Linked DNA regions of Sus scrofa: region 2 is linked to region 1. Evidence: chromatin contacts called from public HiChIP or PLAC-seq data. All regions are on one chromosome and are shown on one strand. The core of a region is the stretch at or near the end of the contact, and the rest is flanking DNA. Distances in the headings are between cores, read along the strand shown. Region 1 holds the start of MERTK (tyrosine-protein kinase Mer). Region 2 overlaps MERTK (tyrosine-protein kinase Mer).

What was found. HiChIP or PLAC-seq counts read pairs in DNA pulled down with a chosen protein or histone mark.
Region 2: an H3K27ac HiChIP or PLAC-seq map of alveolar macrophages shows a contact between it and region 1. The contact joins the enhancer-like site here to the promoter of MERTK in region 1. A contact is called at or near these places in 1 of 5 promoter capture datasets (liver), 6 of 47 Hi-C or Micro-C datasets (heart right ventricle, liver, psoas muscle and 3 more) and 1 of 2 datasets of contacts at active chromatin or transcription factors (alveolar macrophages).

The regions. Positions count from the first base shown.
Region 1 is chr3:44,479,984-44,485,435 of Sscrofa11.1, reverse strand. It overlaps MERTK (tyrosine-protein kinase Mer), which reads left to right and starts at 2,036. Exons shown (of 19, transcript XM_021087030.1): 1 at 2,036-2,226. The coding sequence starts at 2,166. It overlaps ANAPC1 (anaphase-promoting complex subunit 1), which reads right to left and starts at 1,475. Exons shown (of 48, transcript XM_021087035.1): 1 at 1,453-1,475.
Region 2 is chr3:44,403,357-44,408,808 of Sscrofa11.1, reverse strand. MERTK (tyrosine-protein kinase Mer) reads left to right here. Exons shown (of 19, transcript XM_021087030.1): 7 at 4,598-4,781. Among named protein-coding and RNA genes, the nearest start is that of MERTK, 77 kb to the left of the region's middle. Within about 2 kb of position 2,703, at least 21 of the 83 cell types and tissues checked have an H3K27ac peak or open chromatin away from gene starts, as enhancers often do. A contact at or near this core is called in alveolar macrophages, liver, retroperitoneal adipose tissue and 2 more, where this site is marked.

The sequences.
Region 1 (5,452 bases), core at 787-3,286:
TATAAACTTATGGTATTGGTAAATACAGTACAGTACTATAAATGTATTTTTTCTTCCCTAATGCTTTCTTTTTTTTCCCTAAGGCCTTCTTTAAAACATGCTCTTTTCATCAGTTGTATCATTTTTTAAGATTCCACATATAAGTGGAATATGATATTTGTCTCTGACAGTTTCACTTAGTATGATCATCTCTAGGTCTATCCATCTTGCTTGCAAATGGCAATATTTCAATCTTTTTATGGCTGGTAATATACCATTGTGTATACATACTATATCTTCTTTATCTGTTCATCTCTTGATGGACACTTAGATTGCTACCATGTCTTGGCTATTGTGAATAGTGTTGCTCTGAACTTTGGGGTGCATGTATCTTCTCAATTAGAGTTTTCTCCAGATATATGCCCATGATAGGGATTGCTGGACCATATACTAATTCTGTTTTTAGTTTTTTAGGGAACCCCTATACTATTCTCCATAGTGGCTGCACCAATTACATCCCCACTAACAGTTGAGGACAGTTTCCTTTTTTCCACACCCTCTCTAGCATTTAGTATCTTAGACTTTTTGATAATGGCCGTTCTGACTGGTGTGAGGCGATACCTCATTGTAGTTTTGATTTGCATTTCTCTCATAATTAGTGATGTTGGGCATCTTTTCATATCCTGACTGTCTGTCATCTGTCACATCCCCGACTTGAGGAAAACTGCTACAAGGCTGTTTTCTTCCCTCTCCATATTTTCAGTTGAGCATAGGACTTTCTGCTGCCTTCCCTCCAGGTTTCCTCCTGCCCCCAAGCACAGCAGCAGGCTCCTGGGTACGTATGTGAAACTGCTCTGCTGTACTTTAGAATTAGCTTCTTAGCAGCAGATCCCCTCACTGTTCACATCTGTTCATCTGGCCCCTTGAGATCCGTGTCACCCTGAGAGACTAGGGATGCCAGGTGATGTCACCATGCTGATGTTACTTTTGCTGTCAGTGTAATAACCAATCTAAATCCATTTGGGCTTGTTGTCTCCTTACAGCCAAATATACCCCAAGTGACCACCAGCCTAGGAGTCAGGGACTGCTGGATCAGAAAGCAGCGTAAATGGAAATGGAGTAAGGAGATGATGTCAGAGAGGAAAGAGGACCACGTCTTCTAAGACCTTGTCAGCCACAGGCAGGACTTTGACTCTTTTGCAGGGAGAAAGCAGGAACCACCAGTGGAGTTGTGATTAGAGGAATGCCAAGATTTAGCTCACGTTGTCAAAGGATCACATTAAAATACATTAACTCTAGCGGCTGCCCCCTTGGCCCCTACACACTTTATCACTGCGGGGCTATCTCTTTCCGCTAGTGTTCTGCACTTTTTCCTTGACGATCTTCCATGACCATCACGTCTTTGACAAGGGGACACAGTGGTTCTTCCCCCGGGGGGAGGAGAGTTCCTAAAGGCCAGGGCTGGTCTCTCACCTTTGGCCCGATACCCGAGGCGGTGTAGGCGGGGAGCGCTCGGCCGGGAGCCGGTGGATGCGGCGCTCAGAAAGATCGCCTACCACTGTGGCCTTGTCCTCTGGGAGAGCTGCTGCTGCCTGAGTTTTCTGGGTCCACTAAGCCTGGATTGCGGGGTCGCCGCTGCCCGGGAGCCGCTGGCCCCTCCTCTTAGGTCTGGTGGCTGCCTCGGGCGTCTTCTACTCCTCTGGAACTTTATCTCCTCCCTCTGTCCCTCCCACCTGCACGTGTTGGACGCCGGGACCGCCCAGAGGCCTGGGCCGGGTTCTCCTCTCCACCTCCGGTCGCCCCTCCCCTTTACGGCCCCCACCTCCTCCCCTCTCTCCTGTCCCCTCGCCCCCACCCCACATCCAGGTCCGCCCAGACCAGCCCCTCCCCGCCCCTCTAGTCCAGCCTTGTCCCCTTACTCCTCCTCCTCGGCCCTCCTCTCCCCCCCGCCTTCCCGCCCGCTTCCCAACCCAACTGGCTAGGGTCCGCTCGGACTCGGCCCCCGGCCCGCCCCCTCCAGCCCTCAGCGCCTCCCGCCGCTGCTCGGCTTCGCCACTTCGGGGTTGGAGCTGCCCGGGCCGCCGGTACTGGGCCGCTTCTCTGGCGCGCTTGGCGGACGACGCGGCGTGTTCCAGACGTCTGTCTCTCCGTCGGTCCAGAGAGAATTTCCAGATCCGCGCCCCAGGATGGGACGGGCTCTGCTGCTGCTCTTGCGGTGGCTCCTCCTCCCCGCGCTCTGGAGGGGAGGTGAGTGCCCGGGGCCAGGGGCCCGGCGCTGGGGGCTGGGGGCTCGCGGCCGGGAGCTGGGAGGTGGGAGCGCACCGACCTGGGCGCACCCGGCTGCAAGAAAGTTTGCAAACATCTCCCCGCGCCCCAGCGGTGCCAGGCGCTGGCGCGCAGGAGTTTCTAGCAACCCACTGTCCCCGCACCCAGGCTGGGTCGTGGGCGCGCGTCCCGGTGGAGTCGGGAAGGGGTGGGTACCGAGGGCTCCCCTTAACCGCCCAGGGGGAAATCGAGCTTGACTGGAAGCGCTGCAAGCCCAAAAGTTTTGCGCGGAGAGGAACGCTGGTCGCAGGTCTGGCGCGGAATGCGCCAGAAACTTTGCCCTGGACTTGGTTGCGCGGTTGGACCCTGGCTGTGGCGGGAGTTCTGGGAGCGGCAGACCCCATCTCCAGGGGGACCCGCGCCCGGAGACCAGCAGACTGTGGGAGTTGGGGTCGCAGTCCCGGTGCTGATCCACCCAGGCTGGGGTGCGACCGAAAGGGACTGCGGACCCGGCTGCTCCGCTTGAGCCCTTATGGACAACATTAGCAAGGACACCCTGTGAGCGTGGCGGCCCCGGAAAGGGGGGAAACATTCTTTTCACCCCTATTATTGCTGAATAGAAACTGTTGTGTGTGGACCGTGTTTAGGGTTTATCTCGATTCTGCTAGACTTTCCAATATAAGACCCTGGGTCGGGAAGTCGAGGCAAGGAACCCAGGTCCCAGTCTGCACCAGCAGCTTGTTTGGAGGGTAAGTGATTAACAGGTTCGATGTTTAATTGCTGATGGCATTTCTTGAGGAAGCTGGAAAAAACTTAACCAGGCTTTATACTGAATAAACACATCATAAGCATTTTTTTTCCTTAACTGAAAGATTTAGCTTTCACCTCATTATAGTCAAAAGATTTTTTAAGAATACCTGGAGAGTTCGATTTCTAGTTAAGCCATTTAGCTTCACATTTTTTTCCTCTGAGATTTTCATTGGCGAACTTAGTTGCTCAAATAAGAAATTCTTAAGCAGTGCACCCTCTGGTTACACATTAAATTGCATATGCAGTTTATAATTTGAGGCAGTGTAGCCATTCGAAGCAAACATCTACAGCCTAAATCAAGCAAAGAACTAAAACAGTTCTGTTTTTAACCCCCAACCCCTTACAAACCCCTCAAAAACTCCTCAGCATTTCTGCCAGATCCATTTTCCATAATCTGCTACTAATCTGTTATATTTTGCCACTAGGGAAGGCTGGCCATTTTTGGAGGTAGTGAATATAGTGAAAATTATGGATAAAGTAGTAACATAAATGACAGTTTTGGTGGAAGGTATTTTTTAAATGAAGTTTTTCTTTTCCTTGTCTTTTTTTTTTTTTTTTTCCCTTGTCTTTTTAGGAACACACCGGCGGCATATGGAAGTTCCCAGACTAGGGGTCGAATCAGAGCTGCAGCTGCTGGCCTATACCGCAGCTCATGGCAATGCCAGATCCTTAACCCACTGAGCAAGGCCAGGGATCCAACCCAAATCCTCATGAATACTAGTCAGGTTCATTACCACTGAGCCACAATGGAAACTCTTTTTCTAATTTTTTAAAAAAGCTGTGGCGTTCCCTTGTGATTCAATAGTTAACGAAGGATCCATGAGGATGTGAATTCAATCCCTGGCTTTGCTCAGTAGGTTAAGGATCTGTCGTTGCTGTGAGTTGTCGTGTAGTTTGCAGACATGGCTCAGATGCTGCGTTGCTGTGGCTGTGGTGTATAGGCCAACAGGCAGCTCCGATTCGACCCCTAGCCTGGGAACCTCCATATGCCATGAGTGTGGCCCTAAAATAGAAAAAAAAAAAAAAAAAAAAAGCTGTAACAAAGAACTTTTGTAGCTAATAATCACTTGAGTCAGATAATCACAAAAGGTCTGTTAAAACCTACCCAGCTGGAAAAATGAAAAATTTCTCCTACCTTTTGTTTTTATCTTGAATTTACCCGTGAGATGTCGGATAGTGTCAACATTTTACTTTGTGAAAGGCTCAAAGAATGAGATTCTCACTGGCAGAACTAGAGCAGAAGTAAGAGTGCTGTAGAAAGAGATTAAAAGCAGAAATTAGATGCTACGTTTTAAGATTTTTAAATTGCCGTGTTGTGGGTCCAAGTGGTTTGCTGACCAGACAGCAGAGGGGAGAGAGAGACAGGGTGTGATGGTGTGTAGACTCTACACTGTAGAGAAATGGATAATTACAGTCTGTGGCTCACTTTAACCCAGGAATCCTCCCTACCCTAACCCCCACCCCTACCCATACACAGAAACACCATCCCACAAACACACTCAGAACTGAAACTGCTGAACCAGGGGCATTTCAGGGCTTTCCAATCAGTCCGTTCTGTGCTGTCTCTGATGGGGGTGCCAGTGAGCAACAAATCAGGCAAAGGCTAGCTCTCTAGAGGGCCCAGGAGAGGCTAGAGGAGGAGAAATAAAGAAGTGGATAAAAGTGGAGGCATTGCGATGACCTAGCTGGTGGTGAGGCTGTGCTTGGCCCTTAGTGCCACTCCGAGAACTGATTGGGCTTTTAAAACTCTTCAATGTTACGCAACACTGTAAACCAACTATACTTCAATAAAACTTTAAAAAATGAGAGGAGTTCCTGTTAGGGCTCAGAGGTTAACGAACCCGACTAGTATCTAGGATGCAGGTTCAATCCTGCCTCGCTCAGTGAGTTAAGCATCCGGCTTTGCTATGGCTGTGGTGTAGGCCAGCAGCTGCAGCTTCCATTCAACCTCTAGCCTAGGAACCTCCATATGTCATGGGTGTAGACCTAAAAAGACCAAAAAAAAAAAAAAAAAAAAAAAAGAGAGAGAGAGAAGATAAAACCACTTTCTTCAATGTTAGCATTTCTCTCCCAAACTGAAGCTGTAACCATATTACAATATATTGTAAACATTTTCCCAGAAAGAACTGTAAGATATCTCGGTGATTATGGGCTTTGTGTCAATGGGGCCAAAGAGTTTTTGGAAGCAAGCAGGGTATAGTTTAGAAAGAAGTGGAGTTCCCATCATGGCTCAGTGGTTAACGAGTCCGACTAAGAACCATGAGGTTGTGGGTTTGGTCCCTGGCCTTGCTCAGTGGGTTAAGGATCTGGCGTTGCCGTAAGCTGTGGTATAGGTCGCAGATGCGGCTCGGATCCCGCGTTGCTGTGGCTGTGGCTGTGGCTGTGGCTGTGGCTGGTG
Region 2 (5,452 bases), core at 1,454-3,953, 77 kb after region 1:
TACCAGCCAAAGCCACAGCCACAGCAGCTTGGGATCCGAGCCATGTCTGCAACCTATACCACAGCTCACAGCAGTGCCAGATCCTTAACCCATTGGGTGAGGCCAGGAATCAAACCGGCATCCTCATGGATACTCATTGGGTTTGTGACCTGCTGAGCCACAATGGGAACTCCCTGAACAGCTTTTTTGAAATGTATTATACATATCATTAATATTCACCCATGTATACAATTCAATAGTTTTTCATATATTTAGGGTTCTGCAATCACCACTACTGTCTAATTGGGTCTATAGTCATAAGAGAAATCAGTGTGTAATTTTCTTGTGTTAGCTTTTTCTGGTTTTGGTTTCAGTGTGAGGTTGGCCTTATAGAGAGATTTGGGAAATGTTCCCTCTTCTTCAGTTTCTTGGAAAAATTTGTAAAAGCTTGATGTTAATTCTTCAAATATTTAGTAGAAATCACTAGCAAAGCCATCTGGTCCTAAGCTTTTCTTTGTGGAAAGTTTTTTGAACAATAGTAGCTCAGTCTTTTTACTTGTTATATATATATTCAGATTTTCTATTTCTTTGTGAGTCAGTTTTGGTAATTTGTGTGTTTCTAGGAATTTGTCCATTTCTTTTAGGTTAGCTAGTTTGTGGTATACAGTTGTTCATAATACTCCATTAGAAGTTGTTTTTTTCCCCCCTTTGAGGTTAGTGTTTATGTCCCCTCTTTCATTCCTGATTTTAATAATTTGAGTTGTCGGTCTTATTTTTCTTGCTCGGTCTAACAAAAGGTTTGTCAATTTTATTGATTTCTTTTAAGAACCAACTTTTGGCATTATGAGTTTTTTCAATTGTTTTTCTCATCTCTATTTCATTCATTTCTGCTCTAATCTTTATTTCCTTTCTTCTGTTTACTTTGGCTAAATTTGCTCTTTTCCCCATTTTGTTTCTTAAGGTAGAAGGTTAGGTAATTGATTTGAAATTTCTTCTTTTTTAATACAGGCATCTATACTATACATTTCCCCCTAAGCATTGCATTAGCTACATACATAAGTTTTGGTATTTGGGGGTTTTCTTCTTCCATTCATATCAAGGTTTTTTTTTTTAATTCATTTTTCTTATGATTTCTTCTTTGTTCTCTTGGTTATTGCGTGTGTTGTTTAATTTTCACTTAGGTGTGAATTTCTCAAATTTTCTTCCTTTGATGATTGTGTTTAGAGGATATACTTAGTATGATATCCATCTTTTAAATCAATTAAGGCTTGTTGTATGGCCTAGAATATGTTCTCTCTTGGAGAGCAGTCCATGTGCACTTGGGGAGAAGGTATGTTCAGCTGTGATTATACATCTATTAGGTTTAGGTGGTTTATAGTCTTGTTTGCTTACTCTGTTTCCTTGCTACACTTCTGCCTTGTGGTTTTATTTGTTACTGGAAGTGGAGAATTGAGGTCTCAACTATTTTTTTAACAATTATTTTTGAATTGTCTATTTCTTCGTTCAATTCCATCAAGTTTTGCTTCATGTATTTCAAGATTCTGTTGTTTCTGGAACAACTAGGACCTATTTCCCTGTATATGGGCATAACTGTCCCTACATATGGACATAAATGAAGTGTGGACTACCCCCCGCCCCTTTTTGGAGGTGTAGTTTCAGGTGTACAACATAGTGATTCAAAATTTTTGTAGATTATACTCCATTTATAGTTATCACCCAGTATTGGCTGCATTCCCTGTGTAGACAAGCCTTTTTAAAAAGTTGTTTCAAAAGTTCCCATTGTGGCTCAGCAGGCTAAGAAATTGACGTAGTCTTCATGAGGATGTGGGTTTGATCCCTGGCCTTGTTTAGTGGGTTAAGGATCCAGCATTGCTGCAAGCTGCAGTATAAGTCACAGATGCAGCTGAGATCTAGTAGTGCTGTGGCCGTGGTATAGGCCTGTAGCTGCAGCTCCAATTTGACCCCTTGCCCAGGAACTTCCATATGCTGCAGGTGCAGCCATAAACAAACAAACAAAAAAACTTGTTTCAAGTTGCTGAACTGTTTGGAGGGTCCAAGAGGACATGAGAGTCCTTCCCATAGGAGGATGTTACCTTCTGGGAGACTGAGAAAAAGTACCACTGCCACCTTGAGTGGACATGAGGTAGAGTAGGATGGTTGGGTTGTATGAAAACATGAGGTCACCCCTCCAGGCGGAAGATGATTGCTCACAAGCTTCCATTGGTCTCTTGCTTTGTCTTGGCTTTGGGTGGCAATGGCATGAAAAATCATCCTGCCATGGCCAATTGCAGCCCCTCTTGCCCACTTCAGATCCTATGGTATCTATGGTTATCCTGTCTCTGCCCCATTAACTAGCTCAGCCTCTCCCCACCCATTTTCCTTTCTATCCCTGACAGGGCTACCAGATTTAGCATATAGGAATGCAGTTACTTTATGAGTTAAGTTATACTATTGATTTTGTGACATACCTACATCTGTAATTATTTTCATTTAGTCTATCTGAACTTGACATCTAACTGGGTGTCCTTTATTTTCTCTGGTAGTCCTGGTGAGGTCAGTCAGAACTGGCCGTACAAGTTATACTGTCATATTCTGTTGATTGGCAGTGTGTTCCCCTTTCTGAAGGGACAAGTATTGTTTTGTAGCAGGTTCCCAGGTCATTACAATTTTAAACTCTGACTTGGTAACAAATGAATGTTTTGAACAAGATTCAGATCCACGCGCTAGCAGGACACACCCTCTCACTTCCTTTGGGCCTGACATTAGTTCCTTGCTTCACCCATTTTTGGGCTACAGACTCCATCTCTATTTTTAACTCTCCCACGTCAGTCTTGCCGATTCGTGCCCTCTTTTCCCCCAGAACCCACTGAGGATGGCTGTAGAAGCCCCGTGTTCTTCTAGGATTGCACTCTCTGAGCAGGTCTCCGTCCCTGGACATGGTCCAGCATGTTGCCCTGGAAACGGGGTGGGGGTTGAGAACCAAGATTTCCTCCCCCTTAGTCTCCATGCTCGGTCACCAGGAAGTAGGTGCAGACTCTACGGTGAAGAAACAAAAAGTAATTTCTGCCAACAGCCACCCCCGAGATAAGCACACAGCTCCTTGTTTCTCCTCTGGGGGCTCCTCAGGCCAACAGGGACCCTCTTGTCACCCAGTGGAGCCCGTGGGTCTGAGTCAGAGGTCAGACTCGGCTCTGACACCACCCTCGTGGTATCCACCAGGGGACTTGCAATTCCAGAATGTCAATTTGTGGCCCCTTGACCTCCATTTCTAACACATATATCCTGAAATGACAGCGTTATGTATCCACACCCCATCATTGCAAGCCCATTATTATCAGGAATACGTTTTGTGGATTTAAGATTTTTTTTTTTTTGCCCAAATTGTTTTTGGTGGCTTCTGTTTTACGTGATACTGTTTTGTCTTTTCTGATTGTATCTCTTTGACATATTTAAGAAATTGTGAAAAAACACCCTCCGTGATCTCCATTCCCAGATAAGAGGTATCCTTAAAGGAAAAGCTGAAAGTTTCGCCTAGGACTAGATTTTTGCTGGGAATTCACCTCTCTTGCCTGGGCATGAGGGGACATCTGGGGAGGGGTGTGGAGAGCCTGATGGAGTTAATGGAGGGGGAAGGACTCAGGGGAAAAAGCTGATAGGTTTTAAAGAGACTTGAAGAAAAGTTTGCTGGGTGAGGTGCAAATGACCTTTTCTTCTATCTCCCTACCAAAAAATTCCATAAAAGCAACATTGTCTGGGTATGCGTTTGGAGGGGTGGGAATGAGGGGTGAAAATAAAGGACACACAAATTAGCCTCAAGGCAAGAGCAGGATTCCTCAGGTTACATCATGAAATACCATTTTTTTAAAAAAACAAATTAAGTATCCCAACTTCTTCTTCTTTTTTTTTTTTTTTTTTTTGTCTTTTTATGGCCACTTCCACAGCATATGGAGGTTCCCCAGGCTAGGTGTCAAATCAGAGCTACACCAGAGCCACAGCAATGTGGGATCCGAGCCACATCTGTGACCTACACCACAGCTCACGGCAACGCCGAATCCCCAACCCACTGAGCAAGGCCAGGGATCGAACCTGCGTCCTCGTGGATGCTAGTCTGATTCGTTTCTGCTGAGCCACGACGGGAACTCCCCAACTTCTAAAGTAGGATTTGGGAAATGCTTTCTTTAAAGGGCCAAATAGTAAATATGTTAGGTTTGCCCCCACATACAGTATCTGTTGTCTTTCTGGCATATTCTGTGAAATAGCTGAAAGAAAAGATCCAGATTTGAGGTGATTCTGAGAGAGGAAGGGCTACATTATTTTACTTTACATTGTAATGTAAAGTATAATAATTATAATATTATGACGATAGATCTTTGCTTCTGCCACAGTGAGAACACTTATATTAGGTATTTTTCATCAGGTCTTCGATTGTTGCTCAAGTTAAGTGGCATGAGTAACACACAGTAATGCTGGTGGGAAATTCAGGGTGTGGCCAGAAAGGAAGCAGGTACTTCCCCTCAGTGGGGAGGAAGGGCCAGGCTCCCCAAATGCACGAATGCCCCACGTCTAACATTCCGACCCCCTTACTAATGCCAGGTCCACATTTTTACCCTTCGTTTAGGTCAAGGAAGTTGATCCGCTGAGCAATGGCTCAGTCATGACTTTTAACACCTCTGCTTCGCCACATTTGTATCGCGTCGAGCAGCTGCAGGCTCTGGCTAATTACAGCATTGCTATGTCCTGCATGAATGAAGTTGGCTGGTCTGCTTTGAGCCGTTGGATTCTGGCCAGCACCACCGAAGGAGGTAATTCCTGGTGTTCAGAATCAATATTGTGTCTGATGGCTTGTGGTTAAACAAATCCTTCCCAGTGGCCTGAATTAGAGTTTAACTTTTGCTTTCTGTGGCCTTTGTCCCTGGAGGAGAATTGGATGAAAGTGGCCAATGAATATGGGAAAGAAGATACTTCCTTCTATACTTGAAGAGGGTTTGGTGGGATGGACTGGGAGTTTGGGGTTAGTAGATGCTAACTATTACATTTAGAATGGATAAGCAGTGAGGTCCTGCTGTATAGCACAGGGAACTTTATCCAGTCTCTTGGGATAGAACATGATGGAAGATAATATAAGAAAGGGAATGTGTATATATATATGTGTGTGTGTATTTATATAATGTGTATATATATATTATTATATATATATAAAATGACTGGGTCACTTTACTGTACAGCAGAAATTGGTACAACATTGTACATCAACTATACTTTAAAAAAAATTTTTTTTAAAAAGGGCTTGGTGACAAACCTTATACTTACTATGTATGTATAGGTAATATTTTATTTTATGTAAAGAGATATTGATAGTAGCACACTCTTGCTAGCATATGTGGTTTTAATTAAAATATAATATATAAAAGTTATTACTCAGCATCAAACTCACGAAAACTAATAAATATGGAGTTCCCTTGTGGCTTAGCGG